Regions from separate parts of the Podarcis muralis genome. Here region 1 is linked to region 2. Evidence: chromatin contacts called from public Hi-C data. All regions are on one chromosome and are shown on one strand. The core of a region is the stretch at or near the end of the contact, and the rest is flanking DNA. Distances in the headings are between cores, read along the strand shown.

The links. A called contact is a pair of places that touch in the nucleus more often than the background predicts.
Region 1: a contact with region 2 is called in a Hi-C map of tail, with 2.7 times the contacts expected there. The contact joins the promoter of HNRNPA3 here to the promoter of IFT70B in region 2. A contact is called at or near these places in 2 of 3 Hi-C or Micro-C datasets (blood and tail).

What each region holds. Positions count from the first base shown.
Region 1 is chr1:114,051,694-114,057,672 of rPodMur119.hap1.1, forward strand. It overlaps HNRNPA3 (heterogeneous nuclear ribonucleoprotein A3), which reads right to left and starts at 3,393. Exons shown (of 15, transcript XR_013390308.1): 1 at 3,182-3,393.
Region 2 is chr1:113,866,655-113,872,822 of rPodMur119.hap1.1, forward strand. It overlaps IFT70B (intraflagellar transport 70B), which reads left to right and starts at 1,419. Exons shown (of 1, transcript XM_028748635.2): 1 at 1,419-3,940. The coding sequence starts at 1,509. The coding sequence ends at 3,515.

The DNA of each region.
Region 1 (5,979 bases), core at 2,143-4,642, 190 kb after region 2:
TAATTTAAAAATCCCTCGGCAGGATAAAGGTGCCCATAACAACTCAACAGAGAAGCCCCCAGTTTCGGGCACTAGCATGTGCATTGCCTTACAGAGTGCCAGCAAACAGAGGCACTGCTTATCTTTCTAGCCTCATGTCCTATTTCCTGTGAAACACTACATTTAAATAATTAGCCCTGCCAATGCAATTCTCCCCATAATTCAGGTTGGAGAGGGGCTGGCTGGGAGTGTGATTTAGGACAGCCCTCCAGTGTTTCACTCCTCATAATTGCAGGCTGCATTGTTTTCAACAACCCTGCAGTGTGGTCTGGTGGTGTTGCAAAACAGGGTGGTGGATACAGCCCAAGTTGGACAGAAGTGGCTTACAACAAGCCTGCAATGTAGTTCATTGCAATTATGCTACTATTGCAAGTTGCGGGGCTGTGTTAGGTCAAATCTAGCAATTATGTCCTCCATTTATTTGTATGCAGAGGGGGTGTAGTTTTGATCAAAAATATCAGCCCCCACCTGTTATGCTGAGCAGGGACATTTATCCTTCTAAATTTTGCTTTTTTGCAGGGGATAGCTGTTGCCAAACCAGTTACATATAAATAACGGAAGAAAGAAATGGCCAATTAAAGCAAGAAATTCAAGAGGCCTTCTCTGAATCCTTTTATAACTCAAGACAGACAGTAGCTTCTACTGAAGGGGTTCAACACCTCACACTTGGGGTCCGTTCCAACTCTACAATTCTATGACCCAGGTCCCTAACACTCAGCTTAGATAAGCAAAGCTATAGAGAGAATGCAAACCCTGAAACAGTGCAAAAAAGCAAGCCCCAATACACCCTGCATAGCTCATTTCAGCAAGAAGGCCAAGGAGAACATTAGTATCATGAACAGCATATAGTTCTTGTTACAGGTACAATACAAAGCCCTTTTCCTGCTACGGGTAAACAGGATTAGGCAAGACTGCTAAGTCACATAAATAATACTTAGATGTTTCAGAAGGTTATTTATAATTTTCATGTACAAAACAGCAAGTGTTATACCATCAAGTGCACGCATCCCCAACCTGCGGCCCTCCAGATGTTTTGGCCTACAACTCCCATGATTCCTAGCTAACAGGACCAGTGGTCAGGGATGATGGGAATTGTAGTCCAAAATATCTGGAGGACCAAAGGTTGGGGATGCCTGATCAAGTGTTTCTGAAGCTTAATAGAATAACAGATAAAATCTGTATGTCAGCTAGAAATTTTAAAAAACAAAAACCAGAATGCAATGTAGAGCACAACATTGTTATAGTTTTTTTGAAGCAACATGTGTTTGACATTTCAAGTCTACATGTGCACAGGTTTTAATCATGGATAGTTGTCTCCAGACTTGCAAAATATTATTTGGCATGTCATCATACAAAAATACTTGTTATACTTTAGTTCAGCATTGGTTTGAGGAGGACTTTCATTGAAGCTACACAATCAGGTTCAGTTTTAATTAAATCTAATTTAAGATTTCAAGGTCTGGAAAGTCTTCTCAGATCCAATCTTAAAAAGATATTTTATTCACATCCTTATGTTGATTTTTTGGCTACAGAATGGATATAATAAAAATTAAATTGGAACCTTATGGAGCTTTCTCGCAAGTAATTCTATCAAAAGCATAGGATAGAATGAATTTATAAAGGGGACTCATCTACAAAACTGTAATCACTCAATGGGGTGTTGAATCCATTACTTTCTTTCAGAATTCAGCTGCCAGGCTTTTGACCATGCTGCCAGAGAAAGATAATTAGCTAGATAATGTTATTAAAGAGGCATTTGAAGGCCTGGTTGTTTGCATGAACCAGAAAACTCCAGTCACTGGCTTTAGTGACAGCCACCAAAATACTCAGCAAGACAGACAGAATTAGGAACAGCTACAATTCAAAATCAACTCAAACCACCAGTTATTCAGAACTATTGGGGGGGGGGGGAGAGAGAACGTGTTTTCATATCAAGCACCATTGGGCCACGTGGACAAGTGCAAGATATCCCATAATATTATTAGAACTGAAAGCACCCGAATAATTGATTTATGGGAGGCAGTTAGTCTTAGCTGTTCTGCTGCTGTGGAGGAGGAACTGGGTGCTTTTTTTTGTTAACTATTTTATTTTCATTAAAAAAAAAACCACACAGGTTATGTAGCTAAAAGCTATAGCAAATTCTAATACATTTTTTTTTTGGGGGGGGGGTTGTCCTCAGCCAGGTTCTCAGGATGTGTTTCGTCGTCGCGCTCAAGTCAGTGGGATTTTACTCGAAAGGTTATCCTTTTAAACTTTAAAAAGGCGAAAGCTGCACAAGTGGCTCGGGAAGTCGAATGAGAACCGGCGAGACCATCGAGTGATAGGCACTTGGATCAAGTCACGGGTTGTAATTTGCATATATATATATATTCAAGCCTAAGACAGAGTTGAAGGAAGGATTTTGGTTTGGGTTCAACTTAGGAAAGGGCCTCCTGCGACTACTCTCGCTCAAACTCGAGCCTCTTTCTCCACAGGGTTACAATGGCGCCCAACAGAAGCCTCTCCCGCCCAACTGCCGCCGCCGCCGCCCTCTCGCGCCATTTCGGATAATTAGCTGTTTGCAGCTGGATAAAGCAAGAACCGAGGTGGTTGGAAGGGGGGTGGGGTGGATGGGGAGAAGGCCAGGAGCCGAGCCAGCCAATCACTCTCCCTCCCGCGAGCCCCTCATGCGCCGCGCCACGCGCCCGCTCCCTCTGCAACCCCCACCCCACCCACTCTCACGCCCGCTCCGCAACCGCCGTTGCAGGACCCTCTCCCTGCCTGCCTGCCTTCCCGCGCGGCGGCGGCGCCGACAAACGTTACCTCCATTTTGTGACTGGATTTAGCCTCCTTCAGCCTCAATATGGAGCCGAGAGGAAGAGGGTGGGCGGGGCGGGTCAGAGGAAAAGCGGGGCACGTGAGAGGAAGGCGGGCTCGCGGGGGAGGGAGGGAGAACAGCAAATAAACGGGCGTTTAGCGGGAGTAGGAGGGGAGGCGGGCGCGCGTGCACGAGCGCGGAGCGTTTAATGAGGGCGCTCGAGACGCGGGTGGGGGGGGGCGAAAGCCGTGTTTCGTGCTCGTGCCTGACCACGAGTGAAGGCCGATTCCGGGTTGTGGGTGGGAGGGAAGGTCCCTCACCAGCCCTATCATCACCACCACCCACCTTCCCTTTGCCTCAGCCCAGTCCTCCCCAACGGCGCCGCCGCGGCCAAGACAAAGAGCGCGCTGGCACGCGGGACGGGATCGCGCGCGCGGCGACGGCCAGTGAAAAACGGAGGGCTGACGTGTGTGGGGGAGGGGGAATGACAGCTGACGTGGCTGCGATGGAAAGCGCGCGTAGGCAGGCAGGGGTGTGCGCGCGCGCACCCGCATAGCCTCTCTTGCCTCTTTACCTCAGGGACGCAGGAGCCTCACGGTGGGGGCGCCAGTTGTTGTTGAACTCGCCCATTCCCGCCAGATTTGGGCCAGCGGCCAGGGATGATGGGAGTTGTAGTTCAACGACGTCTGAAGCGGCGACGGGGACGCTGCATTAAGGCCACCCACTTCGAATATATAATTGATCTGTAGAAAGGTCTGAAAATAGAGGCGATGGATGCGCTTTTGTAACACACAAAAAACCCACACACCTTTATTAATACAATCTAAAAGAGAGGAGGAAGGTTGCTCAACCGAGTTGGAGCTGCCGCTTCGTGCGGCCCTGACGGCTCCCCACAAATAACAGCATAATATAATGGTTGTAGTTGTTTAGTCGTGTCCGACTCGTCGTGACCCCATGGGCCAGAGCACGCCAGGCACTCCTGTCTTCCACTGCCTCCCGCAGTTTGGTCAAACTCATGTTAGTAGCTTCGAGAACACTATAATAATATAATAAGCGCAGCTGAGCAAGAGGCCGCCGCCTCCAATTCCCCCCCGCGCTGCTCTGGGCTGCGTTGGAGACCCAGCCATGGCGCTTCCCAGAGTAACTATTCGAATCAGCGGCAGCTGTTTACTTTAAGTGTTTTGCAGCCGCTAACTTGCCTGTTTTTCGTGGGCACACGAGTAGCCGCATCTGCTTTGTTGCGCCGCTTTTGCCCCGGAGTTGTCTTGAGGAGAAGGCAGGCGGTTGCAGCGCGGAGGAGGGTCTCCCACCACCCAAGAGATGCTACCATCTCCTTGGGGTGCTTCAGCTGGCCGGGGCCCTCCTGAGTCGCTGGGCCTGGCAGGTTCCTCTGCAATGCTGTCTGGACTAGAAACCTGTAAACTTTATACCAAAAAACACAATTTCGAGGTGTACAAAATCATGGGCGTAGCTGTGGGGGTGCAGCTGCCTCCCCTAAATCAATACAAATCTGAGGTTCTGTCTCCCCTTAACAATAGCCTGCCCCCCGCAAACAAAAACCCTGGCTATGCCCATGTACAAAATTACATGGCGTTAAAATGTATCATCCAATTCATATTCTCTCGAAATAGATAATTTCCCCCCCATCTCCATGCTTAATACTTTGTAGCTTTGATCTAATTCTCCTAAGGGTTGTTAGAGTGGAGAGGTAGGAACACAAATACTTCAAATCCCATAGCTAAATAAGCATGCTTGTCCCAAAGGTCTTGTGACACCCAGGGCTGTCTTAAGCATATGCAGTGCCGGGGTGCAAAGATCTGCCTGGTGCGCCCCCATCCTGGTTGCCCAGTCCCAGGCATGCAGGAGGGTGGAGCTGGCCAGCCGCCTTAGCATCAGCCGCCCGCAGCAGGAGAGCCCAACTGACAGGCGGGCTCTTCCCCAGACTCAACTCTCAGGCCCCTGACTCTCGGCCTGGCGACCCTGAGAGCCCGGCGCCCGGGTGCCCCACATCCCTACTACCTATGGGTAAGACGGCCCTGGTGACACCTTGTGAGTGGAACCTCCATCTAAACCTACATTGGCTTTCATGCACATTAACAATTCCATTTGAATTCTCATCTGTATTGACATGGCAAAAATGGCAAAAGCAAAAAAAGGGGCTCAAATGTGTTTCATCTAGCCCAATTTAACTTATTTTTATGTGGTGAACCACCCTGTGATCTTCAGATAAAGGACAGTATGCAAATATGATAATTTAAAAAAATGATTTGGGTGGAGCTTCCTTCTTTGCAAAAACAACAGCCTTTTGCGCACAAACTTTCATTAGCAGCAATCTGTATTGAACTGGATGTGGATCAAGAAATTGAAGTTGAATCCAACCAAGATAGAAGCTCTGTGCTTCGAGGGTTACCATGTCTGGGATTTGGTCAGACAACATGTTTTGGATGGTATTGCACTTACTGAAGAGCAAGGGTGTGGTTTGGGAGTTCAATCTAGAGCTATCATTGTCACTTGAAGCTAAGGCGACCTCAACAGCTGCTTAGGTTGGTCCATCAGCTACAGCTTTTTCTGGGCAGGAATAGCCTGACTACAGTTATCCAAACCCTAATAACCTCCAGGATGGACTTTTATAATACACTTTATATGGGTCTTCCAACTCTTGAAGGCTCTCCAGAATTTGCAACTAATGCAGAATGCGGTGGCGAGAATATTGATATGAGTAGCGGGGTTGTTGTGTATATAACACCCATTCTCAGACAGAAGCAACTGGTTGCCAGCTATCTTCTGGGCCTAACTGAAGGACTTAAGTTGATATCTAAAGCTCTGAATGGACTGGATCCCAAATATCTGAGAAAACGCTTTCTCCTATATCCATCTGCCCACATACTAAAATCAGTGGAAGAGACTTTCCTAGTGATTCTTGTATTAATGGCTTGCCGAGTGCAGCGACCTGTGGAAGGTCTTTTTCAGTGGTGGTTTCGCATCTTTGGAATTACCTTCCCACAACTCTGTTCTTTCATATGCCTGTTGAAAACCTACCTTTTCCACCAGGTTTTTAGTGGCTAATGGGTTAAGCCATTTCAACAGTGTTTTTAAGTTATGCTGTTTATGTAACTTGTGAGAATGATGTTAATGCTTTTGTT
Region 2 (6,168 bases), core at 169-2,668:
TCTGGAGGTATGGGGTATCTTTTGCTAGAAGCCAGCAAAAGTGACCAGATGCGCAGGCAATGGGTGTTTGTGAGCAAATTAGGAGTTTAAAACAGTAGAACGTTGGTTTGTAATATAAAAGGATGGATGAAGCTCATTTCACCAGCGAAAATAAAGTAGGTGACCGTTTCTAAAAGCTTCACTGGAGAGCTGTTAATGAGCAGCTATCTGCCAGCTCTGGTCCCCATCTGAAATGGGGCGTTGCTAACATGGGGGGTAAAGGACATGGGTGGCGCTGTGGGTTAAACCACAGAGCCTAGGACTTGCTGATCAGAAGGTCTGCGGCTCAAATCCCCGTGATGGGGTGAGCTCCCATTGTTCGGTCCCTGCTCCTGCCAACCTAGCAGTTCGAAAGCATGTCAAAGTGCAAGTAGATAAATAAGTACCGCTCTGGTGGGAAGGTAAACGGCGTTTCCGTGCGCTGCTCTGGTTCGCTAGAAGTGGCTTAGTCATGCTGGCCACATGACCCAGAAGCTGTACGCTGGCTCCCTTGGCCAATAAAGCGAGATGAGTGCCGCAACCCTGGTCGGCCACGACCGGACCTAATGGTCAGGGGTCCCTTTACCTTTAACATATGGGGGGTGGTTGTGACACCCATCTCAACATGCGACATGGATGGCAATTAACACTGGACTACACTGCAGGGTTGGTCACGACTGGACCTAATGGTCAGGGGTCCCTTTACCTTTACACTGCAGGGTGCTTGTAAGCCTCTCACGGAGCCCCAGCATTCCCGCCCAGCCATTCTGCGGGATATTAAGAGCAGCTTACATTAGAGGTTTCTCATAAGCCACAGTCTCTCAGCCGACCCACCCAATTATACGCCAGTTTTATTTCCAGCTGCCCCTTTTAGCGCTCAAAGGACGGGCAGTCATGGCGTAAATAACTACTGTACAAGCACGCAGACAATCCAACAGGCAAACGAAGGAACTGCCCGACCCTTAAAGCTAAGCCTTCCCACCGAGCCCTGTTCTCCTTTGCATCAAACTCAAAAAGCCCCACAGCTGCAATGCTCAAGCCCGCCCGCCACAGAGCCAACATGCAAAACAGCAGGGCGGGCAGGCGAGTCCCGCTATTCCAACGTCACGTGACCCAGAAAAGCGCCCCCTCTTTCCCAACGCCTCTCCGGAAAGGAACTACATATCCCAGAATGCTCGTCACTTACGATTCTGGGAGATGAAGTCCACGCTCCTCGCAATTTACGTCACGCCCTCCCCCCTTTTTAGCAAATTTTGTTTGTTTGTTTCAAAACATATCGCCTGACGTCGCTGAGGCGGGAAATTAAGAACAATTGAGAACAAAAATGTGAATACCCGAGGGCGCAAGGGAAGGCCGCTTCTTCCTGGAGGTACTGACTCCTCGAGAGCCGTTGCCACAGAAACCGACGCCCGTTGGCCGACGCGCTTCCGCTTCCGGCAGCGGCGCGTTGCCTAGGTAACGCTTCCCTGCGTGCGGCCTGTTCGAGAGGGATGGCCTCGGTGGTGGCTCCCATAGCGGACGGGGAGTTCACGGCGGCGATTTACGGCCTGATCCGAGCCGGGCGCTTCTCGGAGGCGGTGGGGATCCTCAGCAGCGAGCTTCAGAGGAGCTGCCGCTCCCGGGCAGGGCTTTCCCTGCTGGGCTACTGCTACTACCAGCTGCAGGACTTCGCGGCGGCGGCCGAGTGCTACGAGCAGCTCGGGGCGCTGCACCCGGAGCTGCACGAGTACCGGCTGTACCACGCGCAGGCGCTCTACAAGGCCGGCCTCTACGCCGAGTCCCTGCGCGCCACTCTCCCTCTGCTCGACGTGCCGGCCTTCCAGAGCCGGGCCTTGCGCCTCCAGGCGGCCACGCACTATGCCCAGGGCGACCTGTCCAGCGCCAAGGCCCTGGTGGAGCTGCAGCTGGCAGCCGCCACGGAAGGCAGCCCCGCGGCCGCCGAAGACCCCTCGGAGCTGCCCGACGCCGAGGTGAACATGGGCTGCCTGCTGTACCGGGAAGGGCAGCACGAGGAGGCTTGCAGCAAGTTCGCCTCCGCCATGCAGGTGCTGGGCTACTGCCCCGAGCTCTCCTACAACATGGCGCTGTGCTGCTACGCCGCCAAGCAGTACGCCCCGGCCCTGAAGCACATTGCAGATATCATCGAGCGCGGCATGCAGCAGCACCCGGAGCTGAGCGTGGGGACCAACACCGAGGGCCTGGACGTCCGCAGCGTGGGCAACACGCTGCTCCTGCACCGCACGGCCCTGGTCGAGGCCTTCAACCTCAAGGCGGCCATCGAGTACCAACTGTGCAACTTGCAGGCGGCGCAAGAGGCGCTCACGGACATGCCGCCCCGGGCCGAGGAGGAGCTGGACCCGGTCACCTTGCACAACCAAGCCCTGATGAACATGGACCGGCGACCCACTGAAGGCTTCGAGAAGCTGCAGTTCCTTCTGCAGCAGAACCCCTGCCCGCCCGAGACTTTTGGGAACCTGCTCCTTCTCTACTGCAAGTATCAGTACTATGACCTGGCTGCGGATGTGCTGGCCGAGAACGCTCACCTGACCTATAAGCTTCTCACACCCTATCTGTACAACTTCTTGGATGCCATGATCACTTGCCAAACTGCCCCTGAGGAGGCGTTCCATAAGCTTGATGAGTTGGCGGGGGCCCTGACCGAGCAGCTGAGAAAGCTGACCAAGGAGGTGCAGGAATCGAGGAAAAATCGTGATGATGAAGCTCTAAGGAAAGCAGTTAATGAATATGACGAGACACTGGAGAGGTATGTCCCTGTCTTTATGGCTCAAGCCAAGATTTATTGGGACATGGAAAACTATCCCATGCTGGAGAAGATGTTCCACAAGTCAGTGGACTTCTGCAAAGATCATGAAGTGTGGAAACTTAATGTGGCTCATGTATTGTTCATGCAAGAAAACAAATACAAAGAGGCCATTGGTTTCTATGAGCCTATTGTAAAGAAGCACTATGATAACATCCTTCAGGTCAGTGCCATTGTGCTGGCTAACCTGTGTGTTTCCTACATCATGACTAGTCAAAATGAAGAGGCAGAGGAGCTGATGAGGAAGATTGAAAAGGAAGAAGAGCAGCTCTCTTACCATGAGCCCGATAAAAAGATCTATCACCTCTGCATTGTCAACCTAGTCATTGGGACACTTTACTGTGCCAAAGGGAACTTTGACTTTGGCATCTCAAGGGTAATTAAGAGTTTGGAGCCTTACAATAAAAAGCTGGGTACAGACACTTGGTATTATGCCAAAAGGTGTTTCCTGTCATTGTTGGAAAATATGTGCAAGCATGTGATCATGGTACGTGACAGTGTCATTCAAGAATGTGTCCAGTTCCTCGAGCACTGTGAAGTGTATGGCCGAAATATCCCAGCTGTTATTGAACAACCTCTTGAGGAAGAGAAAATGCACACAGGGAAGAACACTGTTACCTATGAAGCTAGGCAGCTGAGGGCACTGATGTATGAAGTTACCGGGTGGAATAAGTAACTGCTCTGACATTCCTATACAAAATGGCCAGGGAGCAGAAAATCAATGAGGTGCTGGGGCCATTCAAAATACTACATACATATATTTCATTTTCTTGTTTTTACGATTTAGTCTGTTGTAGTGTTTGAAATAGAAATGGGCTTTTTATATCAAATTAATACAAAACTGGTACGATCCTCAGAGGCTGTTTCTTCAATATTGTAGCATATTTATACCTATCAAACTCGGCAGGAAATATTGAACTAGCTTGACACTAGTTTGAACTAGAGTCTTAAAGAACCCTGAAATATTGGGCTCCACTTGTTCATTTTTTAATTACTATTTTTCCTTTTAAGACGTTGTATTACAGATATATATTTTAAGAATGTAACAAAAGTAAATTGAATGAGTTTTGCAAAATAAAGTAGAAAGTTGTGCTATCCAAATGTTGTCTTATTACTTTGGAATGAACAAGGGATGAGTTGGTAGGACCTAAGTTCGCATATTTTATCCAACAGACCAAATAGTTTGGCGGCCAGTTTTCTTCAGGGAAATAAATGACGAAGGTAAAAATTTAGTATACATATTATGTTTCTTCCTCACCATTTGTTGTCATGAGACCTTATGAATCCCAGTACAGGAAGCTAGAATGCAGCAACACAAGATCCTCCATTATCTAGAAACTTTACAAGGGGGACCAATTCTTGGAACAAGCAGTCTGTGTGGAAGGGGCCCTAGGTAACTGGATATGTGGTGGAGAAGATGGAACCTGGGGGTTTCATGCTATAGTTTGCTGTGCTGGGAAACTGTTGTGGCCTCTGCAGGCTGGGCCCTAGTTGCTGATGCCTTGCCTGTACAGTTGTCTCTCTACCCAGGCTGACCTGATGATGCTACTTGTTTGTTATTGATGGCTTCTGCAGTGCAATGTGTGTTGTCCAGTGCCTTAGCTTTCCTCACTTGCCTCTTAGAAACAGCCACCTAGTGGTACAATGTCACTACTGCTGACCACCCTTTTTCAGACAGGGAGTTTCAAGCAGGTGTGGAAGACCTTTGGCCTTCCAGATGTTGCATCAACCCCAGTAACTATGGCCAGGGATGATGGGAGTTGTAAGTTCAGCAACATCTGTAGAACCAAAGCACAGAATGACCAAATATTCCCCACATGTGAGTTTAAAGCCTTAGCTATGTTTTTGTCTCAGGATCTGTGTATAATTTAGGCCATGGTCATTGGCAGGGTGTTGGGATATTGAAATGGCATGGTGTGGGAGCAGTGTTGTTGCATGAAAACTCCTATTGTGATCCCCAGTTTTGAAGTGGATAAATTGTATGCTTGTGCATTTGTGAGAGGCCTCAGGTATGCAGCAGAGGTTATCCTATTTCCTCACCATGCCATTTTGGCACTGGCCCCCAGTTAATACAAGAAAAGGCCTCAGATTCATAAATGTGATGCGCCACTGAACAATGGCAGGTTCTGGCAGAGAAGTGAACATGTGGGTATTTAAGTGTGGCAAATCCCTATAGTATACTAGAAAGACACAATGGTGTATTAAAAATACATTTCAGTGAAGAGTTATTTGCTATATAACCAGAGTAGTGCAGATGGAAAATATGTCTTTAAAAAAAGAAACCAAACTAGCAAGTAAATCTGAGTATTGGATCCCTGGAGATTTTCATGGAACCCAGATTCATCATATTAAGAGTTGTATCCAATGTTTGTCATACTCAGAGTAGACTCTGAAATTAATGGACATGACTAACTGGCCCATTAATTTCAATGGGCCTATTCTGAGTTGAATTTAGTTGGCTACAACCTTCAGACTCTCCTTCCATGAACATTAAACTGTTTATTATTTGTTAGTTTATTTAATTAATATCTATCTCACCCTTGTTCCTAAAGGAGCCCATGGCAGCAAACAACAAATAGCAAAACCATACAATTATTGTTCTGTAGTGAGTTTCACTGGTGTCAATGATAGGATACAATGTATACCACCTTTCAGAAGTCAAAAGAGTAAAGTAACACTGCCTCTCTGCTAAAATTTACATGCAGGTAGAAAAAAATACATATAAAAACACACACAGGTCAATGTAGAAGACCTGCTTTAAATTTCCTGTGATTGGAGGTTTTTTTTAATGCACTTGGAGCACATTTTAGAAATCTAATGATACAGAGGTTTGAAATAATAAAATATATGAAGCAAAACCCCTCTCGGTTCTGGTACTGTACCAGCAGAGGCATGGAAGCAGATATAACATGCCATCTCCCACATTGCTCCCTCCAACTTTGAACAGAAGCTGGTGTATGGACGGGGCCAGCAAAGCAGGGATGTGAAGTAACTGCACTGTCAATCACACCCAAGGGATCACTTTTCCTCAAACGTTATTGGGAGTGATGGCATGATGATGAAGCTCCCATTTTGCTGCTAGTAAAGTATGGAATGGCCTTCTGTAGCTCATTCCAAGATGACTTAGGAGCAACAGCTGCTGAGCTCTATCTATATGGGTGAAAACCACTGACCCCATTGTCACACTGGAAAACATCCCCCATGATGACTCCATGATCATGCAGAGAGAGTCAGCCCTTTGTAGGTGTCAGTCATATGGTGGCATGGAGCATTATCAGCTACAACTGCTTGGGAAGTGTGCTAATTCTGGGCTCATCACATGATGGCAG